Linked DNA regions of Mus musculus: region 2 is linked to region 1. A link is a contact called in public ChIA-PET data. All regions are on one chromosome and are shown on one strand. The core of a region is the stretch at or near the end of the contact, and the rest is flanking DNA. Distances in the headings are between cores, read along the strand shown. Region 1 has its middle 34 kb from the start of Gm33887. Region 2 has its middle 17 kb from the start of Fbxo28.

Region 1 (4,251 bases), core at 773-3,272:
GATAGAAATTCAAAGTTACACTTGACACAACACACTGTATATGTGATTCAAATGTTGTGGATTTGGTTTAACGCTTGTATTATCAGTTCCCAAATTACACAGAAATTCACATGTCTGCATGAAAAATGCTGCTGGTCCCTCTCCCAGTTGGCTCTCATTGGTAAATAAAGTTGTTGGCAGTTAATGACTGGGCAGGGAGAAAGAGGTGGGACTTAGAGGTTCCCTGGCAAGGAACCGGACAGAGGAAGAGAATCACCATTGCTGGGGAAAGAGAAGGTCCTGGCCTGAGAAGTGTAGGCCAGAGGGACAGAAACACTGTCAACATGTAAGAGTTGGGGATCATAGCTCAGAAAGGCTTGCAGGCCTGGGTCCCTGGCAGCCAGGATGGAATATAGGTTTTAGTGAGTAATAATTCAAGAATATCAGAGAAGAGAGTGTGTTAGCAGAGGGGATATTTGGAAGTAGCCAACCATTGTGTTGTTTAAGGAATATTAAATATAAGGCTGTGGATGTGTGTCTTTCTTTTGGGGATCTGGAACACTGGGTGGGTGACAAGGGACGGTTGCCACCCTACCAATGGCTCAATTTGAGCCGTGATAATATTTAATGCAACTCTGGTTTAAAATATTTAGTACATGATGATAAAATTTCAAAAAAAATCTATTCAGATTAATAAAAGCTAATTTAAATGTATGTCTAACTATGTAGGCTAATTGGTCAACACCGAGCTGGTCGAAAATGCAGAGAAGTAGCAACATATGTTTAATGAACAAGGCTTATTTGATAATCAAGATCTAAGAACTCCTAAGGTCTCCACAGGTTCACAGTAATATCGCTCTAGCTTCTTTGTCTTTTAAACCTTAGCTGTTTGGATAAATTAAACGATTCAAAAAACTATTTTATTCTACAATGGTGCATCTGGTTCTCCAAGAAAGTCCTTTTCCCCAATTTGGGTATTTAGACAAAAGCCCCCTTTCCCTCCGGGACTTGAAGAAAGTTCCTGCTTGCTAAAATTTGAGTCATCCTCCTTATCTCTGGCAGGACCAAACTGTGGCCCTTCTGTTGACATATGACTGAGGTGCCTACTAACCTATCAAGGAAATGCTGGCCTCGAGGCCCCACTACAGCTCACAAGTCCCCCTCCTCCCAGACAGCCTTGGTGGTTTAGTATAAACTTTTTCCCTTTTCCCATGGAATGGCTATTTTGGTTTCTCCACTGTGCCCATTTTCAGGACCAGGAAAGTTGTCAGTCTCCCTGTGGACCTTATCTATGATTAAAGTTTTATTTTGATACTAGAATAGTTTCAATTCAAAGTGGATAAACCTAACAGGGGTATAATGTAAAGTCCTAGTCCTTATAAAAGCTACTAAATTATTTAAACAGTTAATGATAATTTAAAAACTGCAAGTTGATAGTCAGTAACCTTATGAATGATCAATTCCTTTCATGTGTTCAGAAACATATCGGTAGTCATGCTGAGAACTGATGTCATTAATTACATGAACAAGCCTTATGAAGCCTCTTGTATAGATTTTCAAAGTAACTAGAAACAAGCAAAGCTTGCCTATTCAGAGACGCTTTAGATAGATAGTCCTCAAAGACTTCAGAGATCTGCAGAATACAGCATTTAAAATGTTTAATAAAAAGGCTTTTCACGATAGAGAGACACATTAGCTCCTGGCAGTACCACTCCTCCAAGGAACCTGAAGCTTGCTTTAATGTGGCAGAGCCAGCTAGTGGGCCAGACTGACCTTAGCCTTGACTGCTAACAGCACACTGTCCAAACTGGATCTGCAGGGCACTGGAAAGTTGACTGCCTCACTTTTCCTGGACAAGATAGGACAGTCCTTCAAATTTCCTGCTTCACAGGAGAGTCTGTCAAATTTTCTGAGCCTGGTGGCAGGAGACAGATGCTCCACCAACCACAGAGAAACCTTGGGTGACTGTCCCGGGTAGTCAGTAAGCCTCTATCATTTTTTAATAGACTCGGAAGTTGCTTGGTCTGCACTTCCTGCTTACTCAGGTGAAAAGACTAATACAAGATATATCAGTTGAACTGTAACAACCAAGGTTTCAGATGTCTTCTCAGGTCTCTTGATGTGTAAAAAATCCGGCCACAGGCCTTAGACCCCGAGAGCTGCTACTTCTGGGTCTATCTTGTTACCAGACTCAGGAAACAGGTTTCAAAGAAACTATTTTTACTATTCCTCTTATCTAAAGGAACTCACGTTATGGTGACTGCTCCCAGTAATCAACCCCGGGTGTCTCATGGTGAATAATTGGATAGGAAAAAAGGTGTTCCACTTCTGTAAGGTCTGAGCATACAGAAGCTTAGGTTGTGAGGATGGAAGACAGTGTTTTAGGGACTAAGAAGGCATTTTATGGTTGGTAAGTGCAAATTATGAAGGTTGGAGGATGTGATGTGAAAACTTAAACGGTGATAAAGTGATTTAAAGGGATATAAAAGGAATGAAAAATGCTTTAGGGGGCTGGAGAGATGACTCAGTAGGTAAGAGCACCGGCTGCTCTTCCAGAGGTCCTGAGTTCAATTCCCAGCCACATCGTGGCTCACAACCATCTGTAATGGGGATCTGATGCCCTCTTCTGGTGTGTCTGAAGACAGCTACAGTGTACTCACATACATATAATAAATAAATAAATCTTTAAAAAAGAAAGAAAGAAAGAAAGAAAGAGAGAAAGAGAGAAAGAGAGAAAGAAAAAGAAAAATGCTTCAGATTTCTTCCCCTCACTATGTTACTGTTGTATTAAGACTTAAAAAGTTCAGTGGTCACATTAATCAATGGAGTTCTGATAAGCTGTTCGTCTAACTCTGGGAAAGCTGTCCAGTACTATCCACTGCTGTAATCATCACAAGCTCGAGATTTTAAACTTCCTTTGGTTGTCCTCTGAGTATCGACTTACAAGTGCTTCTCACGCTGCTAAATGTTCTACACATGCAGCCATATGGATGGAGGGGAAACCCCTCTGCTTACCGAGTGCAGTCACACCGAGCGCTCTTCCACAGTTTGTAGTCATATTGAAAATCGCGATCGGGAAAGCTTTGCCCCTTCTGTTCTATAGAAGCTTTCTGTCTTCCCTGAGCTTGCTTTAAAGAGTGTTTGTGCTTTTAACCTAAAACTGTCTCTGTTTGCTAGTCCTCTCTCTCTTTCTCTAACTACTCTCTCCTCTCTTTCTTCCCCACATGTCCCTGGTCAGCCCCTTCCCTCCTTTATCTCTTCCTCTCTCTTTTCTCTTTCTGTCCTCTGTCCCCTTCTCTGCTTCTACCCCTTGCCAGGTCCCTGTTCCTCTCCTTGTCTCCCTCCCCCCCCGCCCCCCAGTAAACTTCCTTTCATAACTCAGCCTGTCTCATAGCTGATTTCTCAGGAGGAACACTTGGGCAGGGCCCACTGAGGTGCTCCCTCCTGTGTTATTACACTGTGTATAATAAAACATAACATACTGCCCTCTCAACAATGCAGGTTTCAGGTTACAAACAACGGTGATGCTAACATGTCTGAAACTTACCTCTTCTTGTAAACTTAAAAAAATTCTTGTACACTTCAGAGAATTGACTTGGATCTACCTCTTAGGTTAAATGGACTACAGATAAGAACTGTTAATTAATAGCTTATCCCCCCTCTGCCTATTCCTATCTATTCCTGTTTCCCTGGTTTGAGATTCCCTTCTCCCAACTAGCAAGACCATGAGCCTGAAAGTTTTAATTGTAAACCCAAGAAAAAATTTCTCCTTAAACTTCTTGTGGTGGTTTGAATATGCTTGGCCCAGGGAGTGGCATTATTAGGAGGTGTGGCCTTTTTGGAGGAAGTGTGTCACTGTGGGGGTGGGCTTTGTGAGACCTTCCCCCTAGCTGCCTCGAGGCCAGTCTTCTTCCGTTTGCCTTTGGAACAATGTATAGAACTCTCAGCATCTTCTGTGCCATGCTTGCCTGGATGCTGCCATGCTTCCTGTCTTGATGGACTGAACCTCTGAACTTATTAAATGCTTTCTTTTTTAGAGTTGCTGTGGTCATAGTATCTGTTCACAGCAATGGAAACCCTAACTAAGACACTCCTTAACTTTATCTTTTGCCCCTAAAAGATGTATCAGTTCCAGCATCCTGCCAAGTCCAAGTGTTTCCTCAAATTCTGCATTCAGAATAGCTCCAACATAGCTAGCCCCAGGTGGTCCAGCCTCAGACTGCTTCATCTGGGCCGGCACCTTCTGAGCCCCAGATGGTCTCCCAGAGCCTG
Region 2 (4,251 bases), core at 621-3,120, 130 kb after region 1:
TCTAAGCTGGACCTTCTGTTCCGGAATCTCACAAGATTAGAATGAGCCTCAGCTGAAGGTTAAACTGTGGAAGAGCCACTTCCAACTTAACTCAACTCATGGGGTTGCTGAGTTCTTGCGTGTGTTACCTGAGGCTTCCTTTAGTACCTTGTTCATCAGAACCAGCATGAAGGGGATTCTGCTATCAAGACAACACTCACAGAGTTTGGTAACATAAAGTTTTGAAATAAAATATTTGGTCTTCTTGTTCTTAAGAGATGACTACTGCCTCCTTGGGATTCTCTGAGTTAGGAAGTAAGTTTGTAGTCACAGTGAGTAGGCTCAACAGCATCTGTGTTAACTAAGGGACTGACTCATTTCAGGTCTATACAGTTTCAGAGTCTGGGGTACTATACTAGAAAGACCAACGGTGTGACTGATTACAGGTTTAGAGCTTTCAACTTGACCTTCAGGAAATAGACAAGGTTAGTGCTTGGAGTCAAGGTTAGTCATAACGTCCAATCATTCCGTTATGAAAAGCAGATGCAATTGTACCAGCAGGCAGATACATTCTGTCTCTACAGAAAAAGTCCAGCACTTAGGAAACGGAGGTGGGAGATTCTTGAGCTCAAGGCTCAAGAACATTTGGTTCTGAAGAGAGTTTGAGACTCTGTCAAAACAAACAAACAAAAAAGCAAAAGACAAAACAAACAAACACACAGGAAAAACAAAACAAAACAAAAGCCTCCAAATTCACAATAACTCTAAAGAACTGTGACATGTTCAGAGACCAACACAGTGGCAACCCAAAAGATTGTTAAAAGAGTTTATAGAAAATACTTACAGCTTTACTGTTTGAGAGAGAAGAAGGAATAAATGTTATTTTGGATTTTTGTACTCATCAGAATGTTTTGAGTTTATTTTTTTTTCCTTTTCCCTGACAATAGGAAGTAAACTGCCCCAACATCCCCTTGTCTCTTTACACATTAAGCAACTGAGGCAGAGGGAGGTGAAGCAATGTGCTTCAGGCCATAGTTCATAGGTCATAGGTCAAGCCAAGCCTTGAATTCTGTTGTGCTTCACATATGCCCACTGGTGCCCAGTTCTCCACTCATTTCATTTTATTTCCCCATTAGCCTGGCAGCTCCTGAGCATCAGTCCTGGAGATGCTGTCACCGAAGGTGGCACCACTCAGCTGTTGCTCTCTAAACATTCATAGCAGCAGGTCCATTTCTACCAGACAAGTTGGTGGATGGCTGCTTATTAACCACCAAAGCCTATTCGCACTCATGGTTAGTAGGAATATCTTTGAACAAGATCCAAATATGGAAAACCTAAATTGAAATTTCCATTAGAATCCAGAAAGTTGGTTTCAAGCTTTAGGAATGCTAAAACCCAGTTTTCTTCCCATTTACATTTAAATAATCCCAACACCTAAATGTCATTCAAGCTTGAACTTTGAAGAGGCAATGAAGGTCTGTTGTCATCCGAGAACAGGGCTTCTAGCTGCTTCTTATTGCACTGACCCAGGAAAAGTGGCTTTGTCCTCTCGGGCTTGTTTCCTGTATACCAATCACACACACACACACACACACACACACACTCCCCCAGTGAAATGTTCTCCCTAGGGAGTCCAAGTGACAGATGCCAGAAATGTCTTTAATGTAAAGGAAATTTGTGATAAGCTTAGACTAAGAAGCCATTAAATGAAAAATGATGTTTTTAGCCATATGTAGAACCAGTTGTTGGTGAGTAGTTTATTGTAAGTAGCTTATTTTCAGGCCACATTCTAAACTCTTGCAGGAAATGGTTCCTCTCACAATGCTTGACACACCCTCTCATCACAGCACTGGGTCTGACAATATCACCTTCATCTTTATAGCTTGAAAAGAAACCCACTTCCTCTTAAGTATACTGTGTGTTTACATAGCACACAGTATACTTTCCTCTGCAAAACACTGGCCTCACTGTGCATATTTTGAATGCTATTCTTTTGACGCAGAGAACTGCAAATGCCACTTAGGTATGTATGTTCCTTTTCTCTTCCTTCCTTCCTTCCTACCTTCCTTCCTTCCTTCCTTCCTTCCTTCCTTCCTTCCTTCCTTCCTTCCTCCTCCTTCTCTTCCTCTTTCACCCTTCCTCCCTCTTCCACCACCTCCTCCTGCTCCCCCTCCCCTTTCTTCTTTGTACAAATCCCTTTAAAAAACTATTTATTTACATATATTTACATATAGTTACACTGTAGCTGTCTTCAGACACTCCAGAAGAGGGCATCAGATTTCGTTATGGATGGTTGTGAGCCACCATGTGGTTGCTGGGATTTGAACTCTGGACCTTCGGAAGAGCAGTAGGCGCTCTTAACCACTGAGCCATCTCGCCAGCCCCCAAATCCCTTTTTTTGAAGGCTAGAGAACACCACCCAGATAATTCAGTCTCTCCGTAAAGATGTTATAGTCGAGTTCTACCTTAAGTGGTTTTTGTTTGTTTGTTTGTTTGTTTGTTTGTTTGTTTGTTTTGGGTTTTTTTTTTGAAAAAGACAAGTCTTAGACAAACAGAAAGCAAACTAATTATGGCTCCAGGGTGAACATTCCTGATTCATCCACAGAAACGCACAAGCACAGGAGCATGCCATCTTTCTGTGGCTGAGTAAGTCAAGAGCCATGGAGCCATAACTCACAAGAACTTCGGCTCTTGGCGTAGACAGTTGTACTCCTTCAGCATGACCAGGGACTCTCCAAATGTTGCAGAATTAAGATTTCTTGGGATTACGGTTTGGGCTGCTCTTTGGCTCACTTGTCTCCTGTTCTGTGCTAAGCCGTGTCGCTGAGGTGCCGAGCACCGCTTAAAGTGGATGAGGCAACATACCTGAATCTAGGTCAGGTGAGGCGAAGTACCGTCCGGAGGAAAGTTCAGTGGAGTTTTAGGTCAACCAATAGAGTACTCATTCTGACGTCCTATCTTATGCCTGCCTCCCTCCCTGTTTCTCTTTTAAGAAATAGCCACATCTTGAAGACCTATAGCATGAAGTGGACGGACAGAGGGGACCCAGGGAGATGGGGAGCTAGCGAGATACCGCTGTGTCACTAGTGTCTGTGCCTGGTTGGAGTTGACTAGACCTTTACTGAATGACTGCATAACCACAAAGGATTTGCCTTGGCCATAACGAGACGTCAGTGTAGTCTGATCTGTTTTCAGTTGCTGTCTACAGTCTTCCATCCTGTTTGTCAGTCTTCATCTTTTCTGTGACTTGGTTAGAAGGGGAGAGGGCAATTTGCTTCGAGGGACCCTTGCTTGTGGCTTACTGCAACCTAGAATAAAGTGTTTGCCAAGGCAAGGAGAGGGGAGTAAAATAATTAATAATAATAATAATAATTATAATGGATAACGTTTTTAGCTTGGCATGATGGTGAGTGCCTGAACTCCTAACACTTGAGAGGTGGAGACAGAAGGTCAGGAATTCAAGCTCATTCTCAGATACATAGTTTGAGGTACCATACATTAGAAAAAAAAATACCTTCAGGACTGGAAGGATAGCTCAGTTGGTAGAGTTGCTTTGCAACATGAGAGGGGTTGCTCCCTGGGGCTCGCTGAGTAGCCAGCCTAGCCTACTTGACAAATTCCAGGCCAATAAGAGACCCTGTGTTAATGAAAACATGGAAAAAGTCAGGATGACACCTAAGGGATGTCACCCAACATTAACGTCACCGATGGCCTCCTTACATGAGTGGACATGTGTTCACGGACATCCCCCGAGCCTGCACCTGTGGGCACATAAATGTGCACACATACACACAGAAGAATAATTCAGGGAAGCCTTTTCTGTGCGATGATGACTTGGTTTCTGTGAAAAGAGCCTGCTATGGCGTGTCCACGCCCTGGCGAGTGGTCCCTTAGAGTCTCTCCAGCCACTGGTGAGTCCTTGCAATATCTTCTGGATAAAGCTAGATCGGTCCTCTGGGGTTCACAGCTACTTGCTCCTCCCGCCTCCACAACCTCCGGACTACTCAGACATATCTGCCACTGGCCTCTCCAGGTCCGTTAACTTGGATACGCTTTCAATTCCAACAACATGGATAGACTCTGGGGCATCGAGTTATTCTGAAGATGAATGGAGTGTACGAGAAGCGCTTGGCATCATGCCTCAAGAGTTACATAAACATTGGATACCGTCGGTTTTACTTTGACTAGTTGATTGTAGCAGCACAACACACCACCTCCCTTTTATTTTTCCTTTCTTTTGCGGGAGGAAGAGATTTAAGGAGAGTGAACCCA

What was found. ChIA-PET counts read pairs in DNA pulled down with a chosen protein or histone mark.
Region 2: an RNA polymerase II ChIA-PET map of memory CD8 T cells shows a contact between it and region 1, with 8 read pairs. The contact joins two enhancer-like sites. A contact is called at or near these places in 5 of 115 datasets of contacts at active chromatin or transcription factors (CD8 T cells, the SCID.adh cell line, effector CD8 T cells and 2 more) and 3 of 9 other capture datasets (adipose tissue, liver and pancreatic islet).

What each region holds. Positions count from the first base shown.
Region 1 is chr1:182,222,044-182,226,294 of GRCm38.p6, forward strand. No RefSeq gene overlaps it. Among named protein-coding and RNA genes, the nearest start is that of Gm33887, 34 kb to the right of the region's middle. Within about 2 kb of position 2,023, at least 17 of the 459 cell types and tissues checked have an H3K27ac peak or open chromatin away from gene starts, as enhancers often do. A contact at or near this core is called in memory CD8 T cells, where this site is marked.
Region 2 is chr1:182,356,466-182,360,716 of GRCm38.p6, forward strand. No RefSeq gene overlaps it. Among named protein-coding and RNA genes, the nearest start is that of Fbxo28, 17 kb to the left of the region's middle. Within about 2 kb of position 1,871, at least 43 of the 459 cell types and tissues checked have an H3K27ac peak or open chromatin away from gene starts, as enhancers often do. A contact at or near this core is called in memory CD8 T cells, where this site is marked.